Linked DNA regions of Gossypium hirsutum: region 1 is linked to region 2. A link is a contact called in public Hi-C data. All regions are on one chromosome and are shown on one strand. The core of a region is the stretch at or near the end of the contact, and the rest is flanking DNA. Distances in the headings are between cores, read along the strand shown.

Region 1 (5,463 bases), core at 123-2,622, 33 kb after region 2:
TCCAGGTACAATATTAATAAAAGAATGGAGTTTGGAAAATGAAGCAAGATTTTTTAGGGTAATTATGAGATATTGATCCAATTGGAAGATGAAACATCATCTTATCTCTTTTGTAAAAAAGAAATTGAAAGCAGTAAATGATTCACATAGAATTTGGGCTGGCAGTGATTGGGATTGATGGATGTATGTTTTCCACCCCTCCCTCAAAGAAAGAAAAATTTGGGTCTCAACTTCTTGAAAATTGTGATCAAGCCTCTGTCATCAACCAACATTTATTCTTGTGGACCCTTCCCAGCTAGTACCATTTAATATGTAAATATGAACTAAATGGTAATGGAGGCATGAAAAGAAGAAATAAAAAAAAAAAGAAGATAAAGTAGTAGAAGAAGAGACAAGAAGAGAAAGATAAAAAAACAAAAAACTAAAGAATTAGGATAAAGTGTGGTGGAGTGTGGAATAAAGGCATGGATAAATAAAGAATAAAGTGGTTTCAATAATAATTTAATAAAGGTCAGACTATGTTTCAATCTTTTCTCCAACTAATTTGTGAATCAAAAAAGAACAACCAACTTTGCATCTCTACCCACGGTTTCAAATAACCTATAATTAATTAACACATTTACTCTGGTCAATATACTTGAGATCTAAGTAGATTTGACGATCAATATTGGAGATTAAATAAGAAAGTTATTTAGATTTTGATTTGTATATTTGTGACATTTAAAATTGGTTAATTGAAAAAATTGAATTATAAAATAGAAAAAAAAAAGAGTTTTCGATTGATATAAGTACGTACAAAGAATACCATATAACAACAATTTTTATAGTCCATTGACTGAAATGAAAAGTTTCAAATAGTTTAAAAACTGTTTTATAATTTTTTGAAGTTGAGTAACCAAAATATAAATTTATTAATAATATTATATGTAATTTTGAAAAATTCAATTATACTCCTATTTAAATCTTGATATGATTTAAAAAGGAAACAGAAAAAAACAAAATGGGATCCTTCATAATAAATCATTCACATGATAAGTATGTCACCTCCCAATTAACTCCACATTTATTATAGATAAGATTCAGATATCACCCTTTAGTCCCTTCTTTTTAAATGTCTTCAACTAATTAACAGAAGTTAACTTAAACCCTAATTTTGCTATATATAATCAAACTGAAAGAGGAAAGAAAAAACTTCAATCAAAAGAGAGCCAAAGGCATGGGCAAAGTTGTGTGTTTATGCTTGTGCTTGAATGTCTATTTTCTGAAGCAAAGGGTTCGGCTAAATTTATTTAAAGAAACAAAAAGGAAAAAAGGTTTAAATTTTTGTAATTAAATGATTCATAATTTTTATACTATGAGAAGGGGGATGGGGATCTCTCTCTCTCTCTCTCATATTCATTCCATTGTGGTGTCTGCACACTCTGACACACTGCTCTCTAAATGGCGTAAACTTGATGGCTGATAGTGCAAGCAAAGCAAGCACCTTAATGCACTTTTTTTTTTTTGCTTTATTTTTATCTCTCAACTCACTTAAACAGACTATTCCTCTTGTCTTTCTCCCTGTCTTCTTCTTTTTAGCCTTCACTACTCGTATAACCCACCTGTTTATAGCGCCCTTCACTTCCAAATCCTTCCTCTCAATAACTCTCTTTTCTTCTCCTCTTCCTCCTTCACCACCCTTGTTTTACCCTTTTTCCTTTTTCTTTTTTTATTTCTTTAAGTTCAAACCCTCTATTCTCTTTGCTTTATTGATTGCCATTGTTCTCTCATCCCTGGGTCGTCTTCACTTTTATTAATTTCCATATCTAGAGTGAATAGAAAATAAAAGAGAAAAGACATTGTTGTCTCAATATTAGTTTAGTAAGTGAGTAAGAGAGTGATCTTCCTTTCTCTTCTTACAGCCATCATTTTCTTAATTTCCAAGGGAGACATTGAGTCAACACACTTTGCCTTGTTCCTCTCCTTTTCTTTTTGTTTTCTCTTCTTTCCCAGTTGACCCTAGACTTATGAGAACAATAGGATGGGAGATAATTCAAAGTCTAGGTGGTTCTATTGTTGACTCTTTTCCTTTTTTTCATTTGTCCTTCCCATCATCAATCCAAATCTGCCTTACTCTCTGATACATACACCATACCCTAACCCTCTCTCTAACCTGCTTCTCAAATAACCTGATATATAGCCAAAGCTTTTATTTATAACTGCATAGTGAGTCATCCTTCTCCCTTTGTCTCCTTTTTCTTTGTTTAAGTTAATATTATTGTGAAACAAGGTTTTCTCAGACTCAGTGCCAAGGATTGATAGGATAGAATATTGTTTTTCTATTATGGTGCTGTGCAAGAGTTGACAAGCTGTCCACAAAACTCCTAGGATTTAGGATTTAATAAACAAAGGAAGCAAGCATAGATCTTTTATTTTCTAATCATTTTTGGCCTCCTGCCCTAAACTACTCCAACCTTGTCAGTCTCCTTCTCTTTTGGTCTTCAAAGTCCCTACACAATAAGGAAAGCACAAATAAAATACATAATACCTAGAAATGGAACTTTCCAGTCAAGAAGGAGAGATCCCAATTCCTTTGAACAGTACATATGGTGGGGGACATGGGCACGGGCACGGGCACGGGCACGGGCACATGATCCATCATGAACCTGCTGCACCCCACAACCATATCATACCTTCTTCAGCACCCCCAATTCTTTCGAATGGCCCTTCCTCCTTGTCCACAAACCTAGACGATCATGTGCCCTACAAGAAAGCGGTGAGGTACAGAGAGTGCCTCAAGAACCATGCAGCAGCCATGGGGGGCAATGCCACAGATGGATGTGGTGAGTTCATGCCCAGTGGAGAGGAGGGTACCATTGAAGCCCTGAATTGCTCAGCCTGTAACTGCCATAGGAACTTCCACAGAAAAGAAATTGAAGGTGAGCCCTCTTCATTTGACTGTTACCCGTTGCATAGTCCACATCTCAGCAGCAGGGTTGGAAGGAAACTCATTTTAGGTCACCACAAGAGTATCCTACCACCTGAGGCTCTAGGGTACCCCACAGGTACTCTTATACACTCAAGAGCAGCACCAACACCCCACCAGATGATAATGTCCTACAACATGGGCTCCCTCCCTTCAGAGTCGGATGAACAGCCCGAAGATGGTGGTGGGGTAGTGGGGAGCAGGCCACTCCAGCTGATGAAGAAAAGGTTCAGGACAAAGTTCACCCAGGAACAAAAGGAGAAAATGCTTAACTTCGCAGAGAAAGTAGGGTGGAAAATCCAAAAGCAAGAAGAAGCAGTGGTGCAACAGTTCTGCCAAGAGATTGGGGTGAAGAGAAGAGTCCTCAAGGTGTGGATGCACAACAACAAGCACAATCTAGCCAGGAAAAACCCTTGTAATTCCACCGCCACCGCCACTGCTGCTGCTCCTACTACCACTGCTGCATGACCATGATGATCAAAGTCAAAACGCCAATTTAATCAGTATCTCTTCTCTTCAGTCCTTCTTAGTAATTTGTGTCTCATTTTCATTTCCTTCCACTATATATCTAGCTTCATAATTAGCTAGCTTAATCATTTCGTCTGGTTTGGTTTGGTTCCTTGGGTGTGTGTTTCTTGCTTATAGTGGTAGTGGGGCGGCCAGTGGTAGATTAGGCAAATTAAAAAAAGAAGAAAAAAGTTTCCAAGACGGTTTCGGTTAACATGAGTGATTATTTGACTCATGTTTTTGCAAATATCCATGCATGCACGGATGTAATTCAGCTTTCTTAATATATTATCATTTTTATTACAATATAATATCAGGAGATTTAACTTGTTTCACGTCTTCTGCTACACTATATACGGTACGTGTTTGTGGGTCTGAACTCTGAAAAGTAACATATTTATTTCCTGTGATGAAATTAAAGTACCTGTCCTCCCTTCCTGAAAACGAAGATACATTTTTGTTTGGTTCTGAAAGATGCAATAGTTTTATGTTTACTTAATAATAAAATTATCAGTAAACCAACCCACCAATCAGAGCTTCTATATTTTGCCCTTTCCATGAAACTTGGGATTGTCTTTTTGCTTATGGACGCTGTGTACTTGCTTCTATTCATTAAAACTGTTCTAATTAAGTTGTGCACGTTTCATTTTGAGACCTTTACTTATTTTAATTCACCATACCATGCTTTCTCTCAAATTTCAACAAAAGTTATCCACTTCTGTTATTGCTAAAATCTAAAGAATACATTATTATTTCACTTTGTTTATATGTTTTTGCTTTAATAATTGTGGGGTTTGCTGAGAAAAATCTAGTTTCAACATGTTTTCATCATTTTTTTTTCCTTTTTTTTTGGCTTTTTAAAGATTTTGTTGAAAATGAATTTTGATGTTCATCAATAATCATGAGTTTTGAGAGAAATATGTTTGAAAAACCTTTTCTTATGTTGTTGTTCATAAATATTATCATGTGATTTTGTAAAGTATTTATATGTTAGTATTTAATTATATATATTTTTATATTTATATAATTAATTTTTTATTAAAAAATATAAAATTATTAAAAACAGGTTCAGAATACATCCGGACAACATAATGTTTAGGTTCATTTAAATTTGGATATTCAGTTGTTCAAATTCATTCTGGACGTGAAATATTTTTTATAAATTGATAAAATTTGAAGATTTTTATTTTTATTTTCATTTTATTAATGTTTATCATGTCTCATAATATGAGAATGCAAGTGTCTTTCTATTATTGACGATTACTACCACATCATCATATTCTAACAATATTATAACACATGTATCAACGTGGCATATTTCAAATTTAGGTACCAGTTAAATCTAAAAAAAATATTAAAACCAACTAGGTACAAGTGACTTAATTCCTAGGGACAAAGTGCGTATTTACCTCATATTTATTAATGATACCATTAAGCAAAATTGAATAGGAGACTTTAGAAACTCAACTTCAAATAAACCTATTAAGGAGTGAGTCAGGTTGCAACTTGGGTGAAAAAAAATTTACTTGATTCCACTTGGCTTGATGGCATGTTTTATTGCTAATATAATATTATAATATAATATATTTTAAAAATATTTTATATTAATATTTATATATTTAGAATTAAATTTAAATAAAAATATTTTTGTATTATTGAAAATTATCTATTATGAGAGTCGTTACATGAACTGTTGTTAGGTTGTTGGAACAATTTGTATAATACTTGAGAACAACAGTTCAAGAACAATGAACACAAGCACATAAAAAATTGTTTACATAATTCGGTGAATACACTTACATCTACGGGGCATCACCAAAGAATGATCCACCATTAAATTAACTGTATAACCACCAATTTAAGCATGACGAATCCTAATACTATTGTAACCTCAGTATTGTACACTTCTAAGTGACCACATATAGGAACTCCTTATTCTCAAACAATTTCCTACTGTAGGCAACAAAATGTTTTTCTTACAAAAAAATCTA
Region 2 (4,788 bases), core at 660-3,159:
GATTGATTGTAATGTATGATGGAACTATAGGCTTGGGAAACAAAGAAAAGATGCAAGATATTCAGCAACAAGAAGGAAAAGGATTGAATAGAGGAATTTTTGAACATTTGGTGATTGCAAGTCTCCGAGATAGCTTGGTTGATCTTTGGTTTATGTTTCAGTTTTCATTTCCCTTTCATTTGTTTCGAGAGATATATTGATCAATTTCATTTCTTTCTTTTTTCTATTGACTCTTTCAATTATGATGTAGGGATTCATGAATCTATGTGTCTATATGGATCTTGTTCATGAAAATGTGCAAAAGTTTTATTTGCCGGAGAAAATTGCAATCACCCAATCCTTCCTTCTCAAAAGAACATGAAATTCTTTTTCTTGCAGAGACTAGGAGATTGAATCTAGCCGTAAGAGGAATGCTTGGCTGATAAATAATTCACTTCTTGGTCTTGACTCCCTTAGTCACTACAAAAGCCTTGATGAGATGCATCTATTTATCCATCTTTTGATTTTGACTCAAAATGGGAGTAGGTTTGAAAAAGGATATTAGAGTGTTTAGGTTGACTCAAAATACTTGTCATGGTAAGGAAAAATGGGAGAATAAGCAAACTTTGAGAGCGCAGAATGAGTTGTATGAGTTGTATGCCGTGTTCGGGAAGGATGAATCGCTATCAATATAGATTAGTTTGGATCAATATGGAATTATTATACTATGCTCATTACATATTTTTTTCTTGGTTGATAATAGTGAGTACAATGCAAATAATTTATGCAGCTTTAATATCTTTTGGTCAACGGAATTTAAAAACGAAGAATTTATTCTCTTTTTTTTTTTCCAAAAAAATGCTTTTAAAAACTATGTAATACTTATTTTTGAACTCTTTGTTTACATCGTAGTAATATTTTTTTGTTTCTCCTTTCGTCTTTGGACTCCTATAGATTTTGTGAAGTGGAATATAAACTTATGGACCTTAATATTCATACTTAATCTCAACTCATTAGCACTTTTATGTGCCTAATCATAAACACCAAAATTCAACCCAAATCATTCCGTTTACAAATTACAAAATAAAATAAAATAAAAACCAACAAAATTATATTTTACAACCAATTTAAGTAAACAAAACAAAAAAAAAATTAAAAAGCAACTAAATGTAGTAGTAATAATAAAAGAAGTGTCCACAATAGAGTTCCAAAATAAGAATTGGAGTAAAGGTGTGGCTCAAATTTCCCAATTAATGGTAGCATAGGTTTAGGCTCCTTTATTGTTGATTATGTTCTCATTCAAATTCGGACCACTTAGTACAATACATTCTTTTAGGGTTTTAAAATATTCTACGATGTAAACAAATTGAAGTGGGAACCAAACTGACATATTCAGTAGAGCTTGAACCGAGTTGGACTGGGGCATATAATCAATTTTAACCTAGGCTAGGCTCCTTTATTCCTCATCTCCTTCTTGCCTCTTTTTAATTCCTATGGCCCCATTCAAAACAAACTCAGGGGAGAATCTTTTTTAAAGTAGTTAGCTTCACTTTAGTGTCATTGATAATAAGTCTTACTTTTAATTATTTAATATTGTTAACTAGTGAGTTCAATAAGGAGAGGAAGAGATGGATTGTATGATGGTTCACCTTTGTGGGGGTGGAAAGCCACTAGAAAGGGGGTCGATCTTTGGTGAGAAAGTTTGGAAAGAAGTATTTGATATGGAAAGGGGACTTGGCTTTCTTCAGTTTTTGTTGTGGGTTTTTATACTGCGAGATAAGGTTGCCTATCTGTTTAGATATTGTTGACAATGAGATCATATTTAATTCTCTTTCAGTGACGTCTTAGAATATAATGTCTGAGGGCAGTTGGGTAATTAATGACTTCGAATACCTACGCGTGTATCATGCATGCTTAGCAAAGATATGAAATGGCATGAGGATTTTTTGGGCTCATGTTTACTTGTGGTAAAAGGTGGAAGGTTTGTTGATTGCATAGTTTGTTGGCTTAGTTTGATTCACTGGACACGCATAGCATAGTTTAGGAATAGATGTAGGGGTACGTGATATAGGTATAACAAATATATGTTGGTATAAAAATTTATTTAATTAAATTTTATTTTAAAAAATAAAATATTTACAATGCTTTAAAATGAAATTATTATTTTAATATAGCAAAAAGGCATTATTATTGAATTCTAAATTAAGCATGATTTACTATTTAAAATATGTCCTAATATAAAAAAATGTTTTTTTAACATTTTATCATTTTAATTATAAAGTATTATTTAATAAAAATAAAAGAAATAGTTATGATTTTGAATTAGTTTAAAATAATTTAAAAGGAACTTAATTTAATATCAAAATAAATGAAAAGATTTAAAATTAAATTATGATTATGGTAATAAAAAAATTAAAATATTGAAATCAGGAAAACTATTAATTTGAAATGTGTTAAAAATGAAGAAGGTACCTTATGTAAAAATTAAGAACAAAACCACTTTCATTTCTATAAAATAAAACACTAATATCATATTTACACTTTTCTATCAATATATTTAAAATTTGGTTACCTACAAATAATAATCCCACATGTTGGGTAGGCCCCATGAAATATATAAATATTAATCTAATTTTTAAAATAATAAAATGGGAAGTTTAGAGTTGACCTAAACCCGACATGAATAAAAGATCTAGAAGCATCTTGAGTAGTAGTTCAAACACACATTGAAAGGTTATTGTCTATTATTCTGGAATAAAAACAACTTCACAATGCCTTGTATAAAAATAAAATAATAATAAAAGCGACACCTTCTGATGAACATTCTTTTTTATGTTATAAAGTTAATAGAATTTGTGGACCAATTCTAAATAATAATAAGACTCCAATGTAATGTCATGGTGACCTTAACAATTAAACCAAACTAACTCCATCATTAAAATTGGATATGAATCACTTCTTGCATTGCCTTGTCTTTAGGAAAAAAACCAAACTCTTGCCATATCTTTTAAATAGATACTATCATACCAAATTTAACATCATCAATTTCCTTCAAATCATTTAATCTTTTACCATATGCAATTACATTAAAATTAAATTAGATACAATAGATATGAAAAAAATGAGCCCTAGAACTCACCAAATTGTTTGACCCACAATTAAACGAATTGAATGACTTGGGTTCATGCGTCTTCTACTTTTACATATTAATGCTGCTTCATTTCTCTCTGCTCTTTAATCATCATTCATGCATTTCCATCCATATCACTTAAAACTTAATAAATATACATTTTTTTAATTTTCAAACAATGTCACATTTTTAAAAAGATGTAAATTTGGGTGTCAAAATAGAGTTAGTCAAAATTTAATTTTTTTTCATGTGACCCCATACCTCTCTTTCTATGTTTCCCTTTTTTTCCTTCTTCCTACATCATGCCGCGTCTTCAATACTGATTGCAAATTCCCCTTTTCCCCTTCCTAATCCTAATCATCCATCATTATCATCCTTGGCTCTCCAATCAAAAATATATTTGAAAAATCAAAATCCTACCCATTAAGATAATATTTTTATATTATATCAGAATCAATCATTTTGACCATTAAACTAAATAATTAACTCAACTCAAACTAATTTCTCTACACATAGTTTCCATAGGTGAGATCCAAACTTAAACACTTAAAAGATCCTAAAGTTTTAATCTTGATATAAATTATATTCGAGATAAAGAGATTTGATATTTAAAAAAAAAAAAAGAGAAACCAAGTACTAATAAAAAATATATTTGATAGTTTATGTGGAAATAAGAATATGAGCCATTTTTAGGATAAAAGAAAAAGGGTTGTGAAGTGAAGTTAATATAAACAAAAACTGGTTTAAAAGTAGATGAGAGTGGGGAGGTACGATGTCTGGTTTGGTGGTACATAATATAGTGGGCAGAGAAGAAAGAGATGGATAGTGTAAAAGGAAAGGTTAATAAACTTCATTGGCAGTGCAGCTTTGAATCTCATGCTAATGTGGCCTTTAAGTCTTAACTCCAAGTCCAGACAAATATTAAAAGCCATGACAACCTACTCTTTTCGGCAAGCCCCCAAAATCATACTAGCCTAAGCCAGGCTGGGTCCACTTTCTCAAACCACACCTTCTCTTACACACATCTCTCTCCTCCATAATATTAAATTTAAAGTTTGTCATCATTTAACCCAAAAAGTGTTAGAATTAACAATGAAATTTAGGAGTTTGATATATTACTAATTAACTCTAACGTATTTAAATTATCCAATAAAATTAAAAGAACCAGACCAAATATTATTTAAATGAGACATTCTGTGTAACGGAACAAGTTTTCAAACTCTAAAAACAGAAATGGTGGGAAATATCTTGTTAGACTTAGGGTTGGTCATAATAAAATTGCATATGATATGTTTCAGCCTTTTTTTTTTTTTTTGACAGTGGTGGCTCTTTGCTTGGACTAAAAAATTGCAGAAATTTGTCCACCAAATTGATGTTACTGTGGTCCATAAAGCCATGAACATGAACTGCATGTGAAGCAAACCCTTCGTCTTAATCTGCTATTATTTACTCTACTTTCATGAAACCAAAAGAAACATGTTGTACTAGGTAATTCTAGAGACACATGCATGTTCAGTACTGATTTTACTTAATTATTTTATATTTCAACATGTATAAAAGTAGAAGGAAACTAATTAAAGCTAGGTGCTATAATAATAATAAAAAGATGTGGCTGAAGAAAAGCATTTAAATAGCAATGAGTGGAAGATGAGGTAAGGTAGAATGATTGATGGTTGGTC

The links. Hi-C and Micro-C count contacts between places; a contact is called where the count stands out from the background.
Region 1: a contact with region 2 is called in a Hi-C map of leaf, with 1.7 times the contacts expected there. The contact joins the promoter of LOC107914197 here to the enhancer-like site in region 2. A contact is called at or near these places in 3 of 34 Hi-C or Micro-C datasets (fibers, hypocotyl and leaf).

The regions. Positions count from the first base shown.
Region 1 is chrD10:10,446,762-10,452,224 of Gossypium_hirsutum_v2.1, forward strand. It overlaps LOC107914197 (zinc-finger homeodomain protein 4), which reads left to right and starts at 1,373. Exons shown (of 1, transcript XM_016843013.2): 1 at 1,373-3,807. The coding sequence starts at 2,534. The coding sequence ends at 3,433.
Region 2 is chrD10:10,413,117-10,417,904 of Gossypium_hirsutum_v2.1, forward strand. It overlaps LOC107914196 (squamous cell carcinoma antigen recognized by T-cells 3), which reads left to right. Exons shown (of 15, transcript XM_016843010.2): 15 at 379-762. Among protein-coding and RNA genes, the nearest start is that of LOC107914196, 17 kb to the left of the region's middle. Within about 2 kb of position 1,910, at least 3 of the 9 cell types and tissues checked have an H3K27ac peak or open chromatin away from gene starts, as enhancers often do. A contact at or near this core is called in leaf, where this site is marked.